Regions from separate parts of the Sus scrofa genome. Here regions 2 and 3 are each linked to region 1. The links are chromatin contacts, called in public Hi-C and HiChIP or PLAC-seq maps. All regions are on one chromosome and are shown on one strand. The core of a region is the stretch at or near the end of the contact, and the rest is flanking DNA. Distances in the headings are between cores, read along the strand shown.

Region 1 (3,214 bases), core at 300-2,799:
AATTAAACGTACAAAATTAGAAAAACTGAGGAGCAATTAGTTTTATTATAAATAGATTAAAATGCAGAGTGCTTCTGTCTGCTAAACCTTAAATTCTTTAAAGCCAAAGATGGGGTCTTATGTCCTGGCCTTGATATCCTGCACTCTGAAAACACAAGTGATGAAGGAAGACTGAATGGATGAGATGGACTGACTAGTAAAGGTTTCCAAGAGGAAATGAGCTAAGGAGCATTTTAAGCAAGGGAAGAGTGGGGAAGAGGACAAGGATGTTACAAGCAGATAGGTCAGATTGGCTTCAGTGGGCACCAAGGTTAGGAAGAAGGCTTGAACCTTTCAGACACTGGAAGTGGGAAGATATTCCTGGATCCTTTCTCAAGGTAGCTCGCAATAATCGCTGAGGGTCTAGCTGGACCAGGAAGGGCAGCTCCTTAAAAAGAGAGGCATTTGAAACTCCACCCCTTTTTCAGCTCAGACCTTAAGATTCCATCTTTCCATTAGACCCTTCTTGGAGCAGCACCTGGTTCTAGTGTTTGCACTGAGTTGTTGACAAGAGGCTGGGGGCCATTTCTGCTTTGCTTGCTAGATACTTATTTAGGGCGAACTTCACGAGAGCTTGTTGGTTTTCATTGGCAGCCCCAGTTCTTTGGACAGTGCTTGACCCAGTAGGCATTCTGCAAATACAGAGTTTGTTAAATGAATAAATGTTATTATTCTGGCCTTTGGCTTTACTATGGTTTTTTCCACCCCCTTCTTGACAGAGCTGGAAAATGGAGAGAAAAAAGTTCTTGCGTTCCCATTTCCCTTCTTCCTTCAGTCCAGAAAGTCTGGCCTAGGGTCCTGGCCAGGCCCTTTGGGAATGGGGATCCCCTCAGAAGGAATAAGCAGCCCAGGCCCAGGGGGCGTGGAAGAGGGAGAGTGGCAGGAAGTTCTTCCCACTTCTTCTGGCTCACGCAGCAAGTTATTTGGGGCTCGGGGCATCCAGGGAGGGGAGCCCGGGACGCTCGGGCTGCATTCCCTGCCGGTGCTCCGCGGCACCCCCGCCCGCGCCCGCGGCACCGGGTTAGAGCCCGCACCTGCCCGACAGCCCAGCCCGCGGGACCCGCGCCTCCCCCCGCGCCGCCGGGAAGGTGGGGAAGGGGAGGGGACAGCCTAGCTCCGCGCCGGCCTGCTCTCCGCCCGGGCCCACTCGCTGCGCAGCCCAATCGCGGGGGAGGGGACCGCCAAGCGGCCCCCGAGCGACCCTAGCCCGACCTCCTGGGCTTCTCAGGGAGGGGGCGCCCAGACGAGGGTAACTCGGGTCCGGGGAACCGCCTTCAGGTGCCAATCCGCGCAGCGCGCCGCACGGGCAGCGAGTCCTGCGGCCTCCCTACGCCCGGTCCGGGGCGGCCTCGTCCCGGACCCCGGCCCCGCTCAAGACCCCGGCCCCCGGCGCCGCGCCCGCGCCTGTGTTCCCCTCCCCCTCGCGGTGGGGGCGGGGCGGCCGCGGCGCCCGGAGAGCGCATTGATCAGCAGCTTTGTTATTGATCGGAAAGTGCCCGCCGCCGGCTGGGTTAGGAGGCCGGACTTGCGCGACCCTCGACTTGTCGCCGGTCCCGTCCGCCAGCTGACAGGTGCTCCCGGACACTCGCCCGGGGACTCCTTGGCGCGCCCGGCTCCCCGCGTCCCCACCCCCCCTTTCCTCCCGCGCCCTCGCCCCCACCCCACCCCCACCGCCTCGGCACAGCGCAGGATTTGTTTAAACCTTGGGAAACTGGTTCAGGTCCAGGTTTTGCTTTGATCCTTTGCACAAACTGGAGACGCAGAAGAGGGCCCTCGGAGAAAGTCTTGGATGGGAGTATGTGGAAAGTACCCCGCGAGGCTCGGCGGCCAGAGCAGGCGCGGCGCGTCCCGCCCGGCGCGGCCCTCCCCCGGCGGCGCTGAGCCCGGCTCGGAGCCCCGCTCCCCCAGTGCCCGCCGGCCGCGCACTCGCCCGCTCAGCCCAATGCTCCTCTTCGGGCTCCTCCTGCTGACATCCGCCCTGGCCGGCCAGAGACCCGGGACTCGGGCTGAGTCCAACCTGAGCAGTAAACTCCAGCTCTCCAGCAACAAGGAGCAGAACGGTGAGTCCCCGGGTTCCTTCCCACCCCCCGGCTCGGCTCTTGCCGTGTGTGCTGCGCCGCATTGTGCGCCGGGGCGGGATGCACTTCAACCCGCGCGGGGATGGTCGCCTCTCCATCCGTGCATCTGCGCGCTGCGTTCTCGGGCACGGACTTCGGGAGGTTATTTGGAGTTTGCAACTTTGGGAGCCGCCACAAAGCTCCGCAGGGTAACGTGAGTACCCCTGCAGGCGCAGCCAGAGAGGGGACATTCTGGGAGCGGTGGGGCACGTCAGTTCCAACGCTCATTGCAAGAGTTAGAAGTTCAAGAACTGACTCTGAAAACAAATCCAACATGAATGAGACTCTGCATGTTTGGCTTTACTCACGTTTTTGTTTTTGTTTTTAATTTGGGTAGGGGATGTTTGAAGATACGTATCAGCCACATTAATTAAAGCGCTCTAAATGGAATGGCATCAACTAATCATATGTAGATAGAAAATAAAGAGGTCAAGAGGCCATGTAGACATTTTTAGGGGGAATTAAAAATTTTATTTCTCTTGCACCCCCCCCTCCTTTTAATGTGCCTTTGTACTCTGAAGCCCTTACCTTTCTGGTGGTGTGTTTTTATATGTGATGGTGAGTGACTGTTATTTTGTGTGTGCTGGAAACGACTTAATCCTGCATAGGAAATGAGAATTACTTTCAGCTTTCAAGTGTACCTGAAATGTTTAGAAAACTCTCAGATGCAAGTTCCCTTGGGCTGGGATTGCACAGAGCTGGAGAAAGGCTCCTTTCATAAAGCCAGGGCTGCTTCAGGGTGTGTAATTTGCTTAGCCTCTGAACCCCATATGATTTACATCATTCAATTTCTAAACCCTTTTTCTCTTGATCTCCCATTATGAAGTCATTTTTAAGAATACTTTGTAAATAGAAATTTTATACTACACATGAAACCACAATGTTAATGTAGGCTGTCTAAAATTAGAATATTAAACACCCTGTTTACAAGTGGTGCCTCTTAGTGTTACTTGAAAAGAAATGTACATGTTTTTACTGCTTTGTATGCCATCTATTCAAAGTGCAAGAACGCTGTCACTTCATTAGCCAGGCAAAATGAACATAAGCGGCATACCTAG
Region 2 (3,214 bases), core at 344-2,843, 220 kb after region 1:
AGATTTTTGTTTGGAAAGGAAATGTAGTCTTTGTGAAAACAAAACAAAATCAAGGTTTACATCATAGTTCATGTTTTTATTTATTTTTTTATTAGGACTTTGAACTCAGAAACCCAGACATCAGGGATTTAGAAAGCTTGTTTTCTGATAGCACATCATGGGTGCTTAGGGGAGTTTTTCTCTCTTGTACAAAAAAGAAACATGATCTTCCATGGGGGCATAAAATGGGTTAAGTGTTTCACTTTTTCAGAATATGAACAGAAAATATTTTAAGGACAAACTTGGAGGTAAATAATGGTCTATTTTGGAGAAAAGAGGTCTTTTTTCCATTTGGGGCAGTACAGGCACACAAATCCCAAGAGACGTATTCGTAATTACACTTCCTGTTATTCTTTATTTATATCTTCCTTTTATTCATGCTGTCCCCAGTAGCATGTTAAACCTTTTATGGATTCTTTACCCTTCTACCTCTAGTTTATGGAATTAAGGAAAATATAATAATAAATGTTAGCAATTACCATTTTTTTTAAGGCCTGGGAACCTTAGAATGTACACATTTTGGTATTGTTTTTGGTTTTGATTTTTATGTATTTATTTTTTTTTTATTTTTTGTCTTTCTGCCTTTTCTAGGGCCGCACCTGAGGCATACGGACGTTCCCAGGCTAGGGGTCTAATCGGAGCTGTAGCCACCAGCCTACACCACAGCCACAGCAATGCGGGATCCGAGCAGCGTCTGCAACCTACACCACAGCTCATGGCAACACTGGATCCTTAACCCACTGAGCAAGGCCAGGGATCGAACCTGCAACCTCATGGTTCCTAGTCAGATTCATGAGCCATGACGGGAACTCGTAAATTTTTTATTATAGTTGATTTACAGTGTTCTATCAATTCAGGTTTTCATTATCCCCAGTGATATCCTCTCTCCAGCAGCAGCATGGCATGCAGCTTTCATACCTCAGGAAGCAATCCCTTCTTAAGGAGTCAACTTCAATTTTTACAAAACATTTTTTTAAAAACTTTAGTTTTTCCAAAACTGAGCCAAAATCTGCCTTCTGACTTCATTTCAATATGGCTTTCTTAGTTTTTTTTTTTCTACCAAATAAAAGAATAACACAAAATAAATTTCTACATAATAAATAAAATGATTTTTCCTGTACATGAAGATATCATTGAGGCCTCATCTGTTGGGTTGTGTCATCTGAACATGCAGTGTCATAAACCACCCTCATGTCATGTGGTTGCCTGGACTTTAACCAACATTGTGTCGGCAGTTGATTAAGTGGAAAAAAGGCACTGGATTCCAGAACAGATGCTCCTGTTCCCATTCTAGATCCACCATTAACTTGTCGTAACCATCCACAAGACATTCAACCTTCATAAAATAAGTGTCAACTGTGATCATCTCTCAGATCTCTCATAGGGTGTTATTCTGTGACAGCCATTAGATGACAGTTTTTAGTAGATAACATCCCAAACTGTCAGTGTGTGATTAAAAATAGGACTATTTACTGCCATCACTCCAGTTCTCCTTTCATTGCTACAGCACATGCTTCTAAAGATCCTTGTCCTGGGAACACCCTGCACTCCTATTTCAGGAAGTAGGTAGTCACAAGCTTGCTGGAGCTCCAGCCCAGCTCTGCCCTGAGGCCAGGCTCTGCCCAGAAGATGGCTTTATTGCTACTCCATGAACTGGGAGTCTAGTCAAGAATATAGCCTTAATATGGTAGTTTTAAAACACAGTAAAATTGAAATTCCTTAAAGGGTAGGTACATATTAAGAGTTGATTGGCATAATATAAAAGGATATGATGAGAGTAGAATGAAACTGGAGTGATCTTTTTCCACCTAAAGTCATTCAATTTTGAACTTTCTATAGCAGGTACTCACTAAGCAAAATGTATTTGGGGACCTGATTTAGCTAAAAAGTCTTGGGTTTATGACCCAACTTGCTAAGAACTGTAAACCCAGAGTGTTTCAGCCCTAGTAGCTTTTCTAAATAAGCTTATCAGATGCTCGGTCCATATCATACTTTTAGTCACCTGAATTGGTCCTCAAATCAAACATATCTTCCTTCCTCCTGTACTTGTAAATTTCTTTTCAAGTAACATCAGTTTTTAGGGTTATCCAGAAAGTAGCCACAGAGCATGCAGCATCTGTTTTAAAGGCTCAGATAAAAGTCTTATGCAGGGAAAGGCCATGGTCAGTGCTTGTACCACTCACTGGCCTTCTTCCAGACAGACATTAATTCATCATCCCCAGCCTTTGGGTGGGATTGATCATCTATGTATACACTGACAACTATGGATATTTAAATGTATGACTATGTAGTGCAAGTTTCCGCAAATATCTCTGATGTGTGTGTGCAGATATATAATTACATAGTTACCTACCCCACGTTTCTTACAGATATCTCCAGCAGCAATCATGTCTTAATTTTTAATGTTTTGTGAGAATTATAAATTTTTCTGATACTTTCTATGAATTATCAAATTACCCTATGAAAAAGGATTATTTGTTTGGTGTAATTCATGATTTCTGAGGCTTAAATTTTTCTCAGTCTTATATTTTGGAAGTAAATTCTGAGTCTAGTGCTACTCCTATCTAAATCAATGAAAAACAGTGGTAAATGTTTTAAATTCATTTAAAACATTACTTAAAATAGTTCTAAAACCATAGTCAGGTGTTCCTGTTGTGGTGCAGTGGAAATGAATCCCATTAGCATCCATGAGAATGCAGGTTTGATCCCTGACCTCACTCTGTGGGTTGGGGATTTGGTGTTGCAGTGAGCTGTGGTGCAGGTCCCAGACACGGCTCGGATCCTGTGTTGCTGTGGTTGTAGCATAGGCTGGCACCTTCCATATGCTGCTGGTGCAGCCCTAAGATAGCATAAATAAATAAATAAATAAATAATAAAGTCATTGTCATTGAATACCCTTAATAGGGATCTAGGGAATTAATTCACTTAAAGTGAGGCCCATCTTGGGCTTCAATTCATTCTGAGGTTGGTTGTTGCAGTTTTCAGTTTAAAGATTATTCCAACTTCATGGAGAAAGCAGAAGCAGAGACAGAACTCAGATGTTTTTATTTTGTCCCTTTCATTTACCACTGTTATACCAACTTTCCTACATACAAAATGCCGGAGCTTGGAATAGAGAAAGGTTTATTGCAGGGCCATACAAGGAGACTGGTGTTCGTGCCCGGAAAACCTGGAA
Region 3 (3,214 bases), core at 428-2,927, 200 kb after region 1:
GGGAGAGAGGTGTGCAGGAGTTTCAGGTCATTGTCCTGCTAGAGACAAGGACAGGAGGAGATGGGATCAGAGACTGCCACTCGGCTGAATGATGGTGGATGGAGAGAGGAGTCTGGCTGGTGGCAGCCTCCAGCAGGAGCTGAGTCTTTCTTTATTGACGAGCAGTAATACACCAAGTGAGAAGGGAGCAAGGTGCTTCCCAACGTGGGGAAGTAGCATGGGCAGAGGTTCAAATTCTAAAGCCTTGTTTGCGGCTTACCCCCAGAGTCTACACACCCTCCCCCCACCAGTCTAGGACACCTTCTCACACAGAGTGGAAGTAGAAAGACAAAACAAGACAAAACAAAACACCTTGATTGGATCCCACCTTTTCTTTCTTTTTTTTTTCTTTTTCTTTCTCTCTTCTTTTTTTTTTTTTTTGCTTTTTTAGGGTCAAATTGGAGCTGCAGCTCACGGCCTGCACCACAGCCACAGCAATGCCAGAACTGAGCCGCAGCACAGCTCACAGCATTGCCAGATCCTTAACCCACAGCACAGCTCATGGCAATGCCGGATCCTTAACCCACCGATCGAGGCCAGGGATCGAACCCACATCCTCATGGATGCTGGTCGGGTTTGTTTATGCTGAGCCACAACAGGAACTCCAAGGAACCCACCTTTTCTTAACATCTCTGACTCTCCAGCTGCTCAGCAATGCTTAGCACACACATTGGCATCCTCATCAATCCTCTGTCCATCACTGCAGCCTCACTTGGTCATCTGCTCTCCCACCAGTGGCCATGACTCTGCCATTCTTCCTCTTCCTCTTCATCCAAAGCCATTCTTTTTCCTAATTCAGATTCTTTATAAATACACAAGGTGCTTTTCCTTCTCGTCTAAGTGTTTTTCTCGTTCTCTAAACTCTAAATTAACTCTCACCTCTTTGTGGTCCCTTTAAATTTTTTTTTAGGCAGGATCACTTGCTCTCATGGCACTAAGTTTTTAAGCACTGTTGCAGCCCTTACCCAAGGCACATAGGTTTGTCCATCAAGAGGCAAGAACAACTCAATGGTTATTTATCTTCATCACTCCCTGCAGGCCCCTGATTCATACAGTAGTTGCAGAATGATGTTAACGTTTATTTGCTGCTGTTTTCAATGCCACACCTTGTTTATATCAACAGAAGGAAAAGACATCTCAGGTGTTTGCGGAATGAAGATAGCAGCTTTTCACAAAAATAATCCCCCCCCCCCCCCCCGGCCTCAGGTGTTTTTTTGGAACTGCTCAGAATTCTGACCATGTGACACAATTTCCTTTTAGTGCAGTGACCAATGTGAAAGTACACATAACTGCTTATACTTTGATTTTTTGGAGGAGTTAAGACTGCCCGTTTGTGGACAGGCATGGAAGACTTTGTAGCATGATAGGAATGTCACAGAATGATTTAAGATGCAAAAAGAATTCCCTTGTGGCACTGCGGGTTAAGGATCCTACCTTGTCACTGCAGTGGCTTCTGTCACTTGAGTTTCCACATGCCACAGGCACAGCACCCCCATAAATGCAAAAGAAAATGACCTCACACTTGATAAAATAATTGTTCTTCATATTTTCCTCCATGGTTGAAAGGAACACTGTGCGCTTGTTTCAGTACAGTGCCATACACTGTAATTAAGATAACAGTTACACAATGGGTCTGACTAGTGAAATCCTGCATTTTGGGTGTGGTTTTTCTTTGTCTCATTTCATATAAAGACTTTGTCTGTGAGGAATAAGAACTTAGAAAACTGAAGCTAGAGATACTAGTTAAAAACATTATTATATGTATTTTTTTAACTCAGTATAGAGTTATTCATGGCCTAACTATAGCTAGACTTACATTTACTGAACTTGTTGTGAAATGCTCATTGCTCTCCCCAGAACAGCTACTGAATATAAAGCTGTTTTAGCGGAGAAAGAAGTTTGAACAAGGATTTTCCCTGTGGCACAAGGCAAGCTCTGATTTGCCATGTCAGTATTAGAAGAATGTTGGGTGGGAATATCAATGAACAGTGACTAAATAGGTAATGTCACTCTGTCTAGCACCAACCAACATAAATCATAAATTAAACTTCTAAAAATAATTGTTTTTCTTGACTACAATTGACATAACGGGGATAATGAAAGGTACAGTAAAATATATACAATAATCCCCAGCTATGTATCATGATTAATTGCTTATTAAAATTTTCAATGATACTATTTCACTCAATTCTCATACAGTTTTCTAATGTAGGTAGTATTGTCCCTGCTTTAAACCTTGATCCCTCCACCCACACACATAAATGAAATGTTTATCGGGTGACTTACAGAAATGCTCAGGTTTCTTCAGCTGGTGGGTGTAGCTCTCCTGTTTTTTTTTTTTTTTTCATTAAATTATAATTGATTTACAGTGTTGTACCAGTTTCTACTGTACAGCATAGTGACCCACTTATGCATATATAAATATATATACATTGTTTTTTTCATATTATCTCCCATCATGTTGTATCCCATGAGACTAGATATAGTTCCCTATGCCAGACAGTAGGACCTCATTGCTTATCCAACCTAAATATAACAGTTTGCATCTACCGACCCCAAACTCTCCTTCCATCCACCTCCCTCCCTCCCTCTCTTCCCCTTGTGAACTACAAGTCTGCTCTTTATACCACCCAGTCTGTTGCTGTTTTATAGATAGGTTCATCTGTAACATTTTTTTTTTCTTTTTAGAGCCGCACCTGTGGCATATGGAAGTTCCCAGGCTAGGAGTCAAATCCGAGCTACAGCTGAGGCCTGTGCCACAGCCACAGCAATGCCAGATTCAACCTTCAACTGCGACCTACACCACAGCTTATGGTGGCGACACCAGATCCTTAACCCACTGAGTGAGGCCAGGATCAAAACTGCACCCATTCTCATGGATACTAGTCGGATTCTTAACCCATTGATCCACAACAAGAATTCCCATTTGTGAGATTTTAGGTTCCACATATAAGTGATACCATATGGTATTTGTTCTTCTCTTTCTAACTTCCTTCATTTAGTACGATCATCTCTAGGTCCATCCTTTTCACTGAGAGTGGCACTATTTCATCCTTTTTTTTTTTTTTTTTGTCTTTTTTGTTGTCGTTGTTGTTGTTGTTGTTGTTGCTATTTCTTGGGCCGCTCCCGCGGCATATGGAGGTTCCCAGGCTAGGGGTCGAATTGGAGCTGTAGC

The links. Hi-C and Micro-C count contacts between places; a contact is called where the count stands out from the background. HiChIP or PLAC-seq counts read pairs in DNA pulled down with a chosen protein or histone mark.
Region 2: an H3K27ac HiChIP or PLAC-seq map of skeletal muscle shows a contact between it and region 1. The contact joins the enhancer-like site here to the promoter of PDGFC in region 1. A contact is called at or near these places in 1 of 5 promoter capture datasets (liver), 10 of 47 Hi-C or Micro-C datasets (brain, embryonic fibroblasts, fetal heart ventricle and 5 more) and 2 of 2 datasets of contacts at active chromatin or transcription factors (alveolar macrophages and skeletal muscle).
Region 3: a Hi-C map of alveolar macrophages shows a contact between it and region 1, with 2.1 times the contacts expected there. The contact joins the enhancer-like site here to the promoter of PDGFC in region 1. A contact is called at or near these places in 5 of 47 Hi-C or Micro-C datasets (alveolar macrophages, fetal heart ventricle, liver and 2 more) and 2 of 2 datasets of contacts at active chromatin or transcription factors (alveolar macrophages and skeletal muscle).

What each region holds. Positions count from the first base shown.
Region 1 is chr8:45,807,124-45,810,337 of Sscrofa11.1, reverse strand. It overlaps PDGFC (platelet-derived growth factor C), which reads left to right and starts at 1,549. Exons shown (of 6, transcript XM_021101285.1): 1 at 1,549-2,099. The coding sequence starts at 1,829.
Region 2 is chr8:45,585,585-45,588,798 of Sscrofa11.1, reverse strand. The region is part of intron 5 of PDGFC (platelet-derived growth factor C); the gene reads left to right. Among named protein-coding and RNA genes, the nearest start is that of PDGFC, 220 kb to the left of the region's middle. Within about 2 kb of position 1,593, at least 12 of the 83 cell types and tissues checked have an H3K27ac peak or open chromatin away from gene starts, as enhancers often do. A contact at or near this core is called in alveolar macrophages and skeletal muscle, where this site is marked.
Region 3 is chr8:45,607,209-45,610,422 of Sscrofa11.1, reverse strand. All of the region lies in intron 3 of PDGFC (platelet-derived growth factor C), which reads left to right. Among named protein-coding and RNA genes, the nearest start is that of PDGFC, 200 kb to the left of the region's middle. Within about 2 kb of position 1,677, at least 4 of the 83 cell types and tissues checked have an H3K27ac peak or open chromatin away from gene starts, as enhancers often do. A contact at or near this core is called in alveolar macrophages, where this site is marked.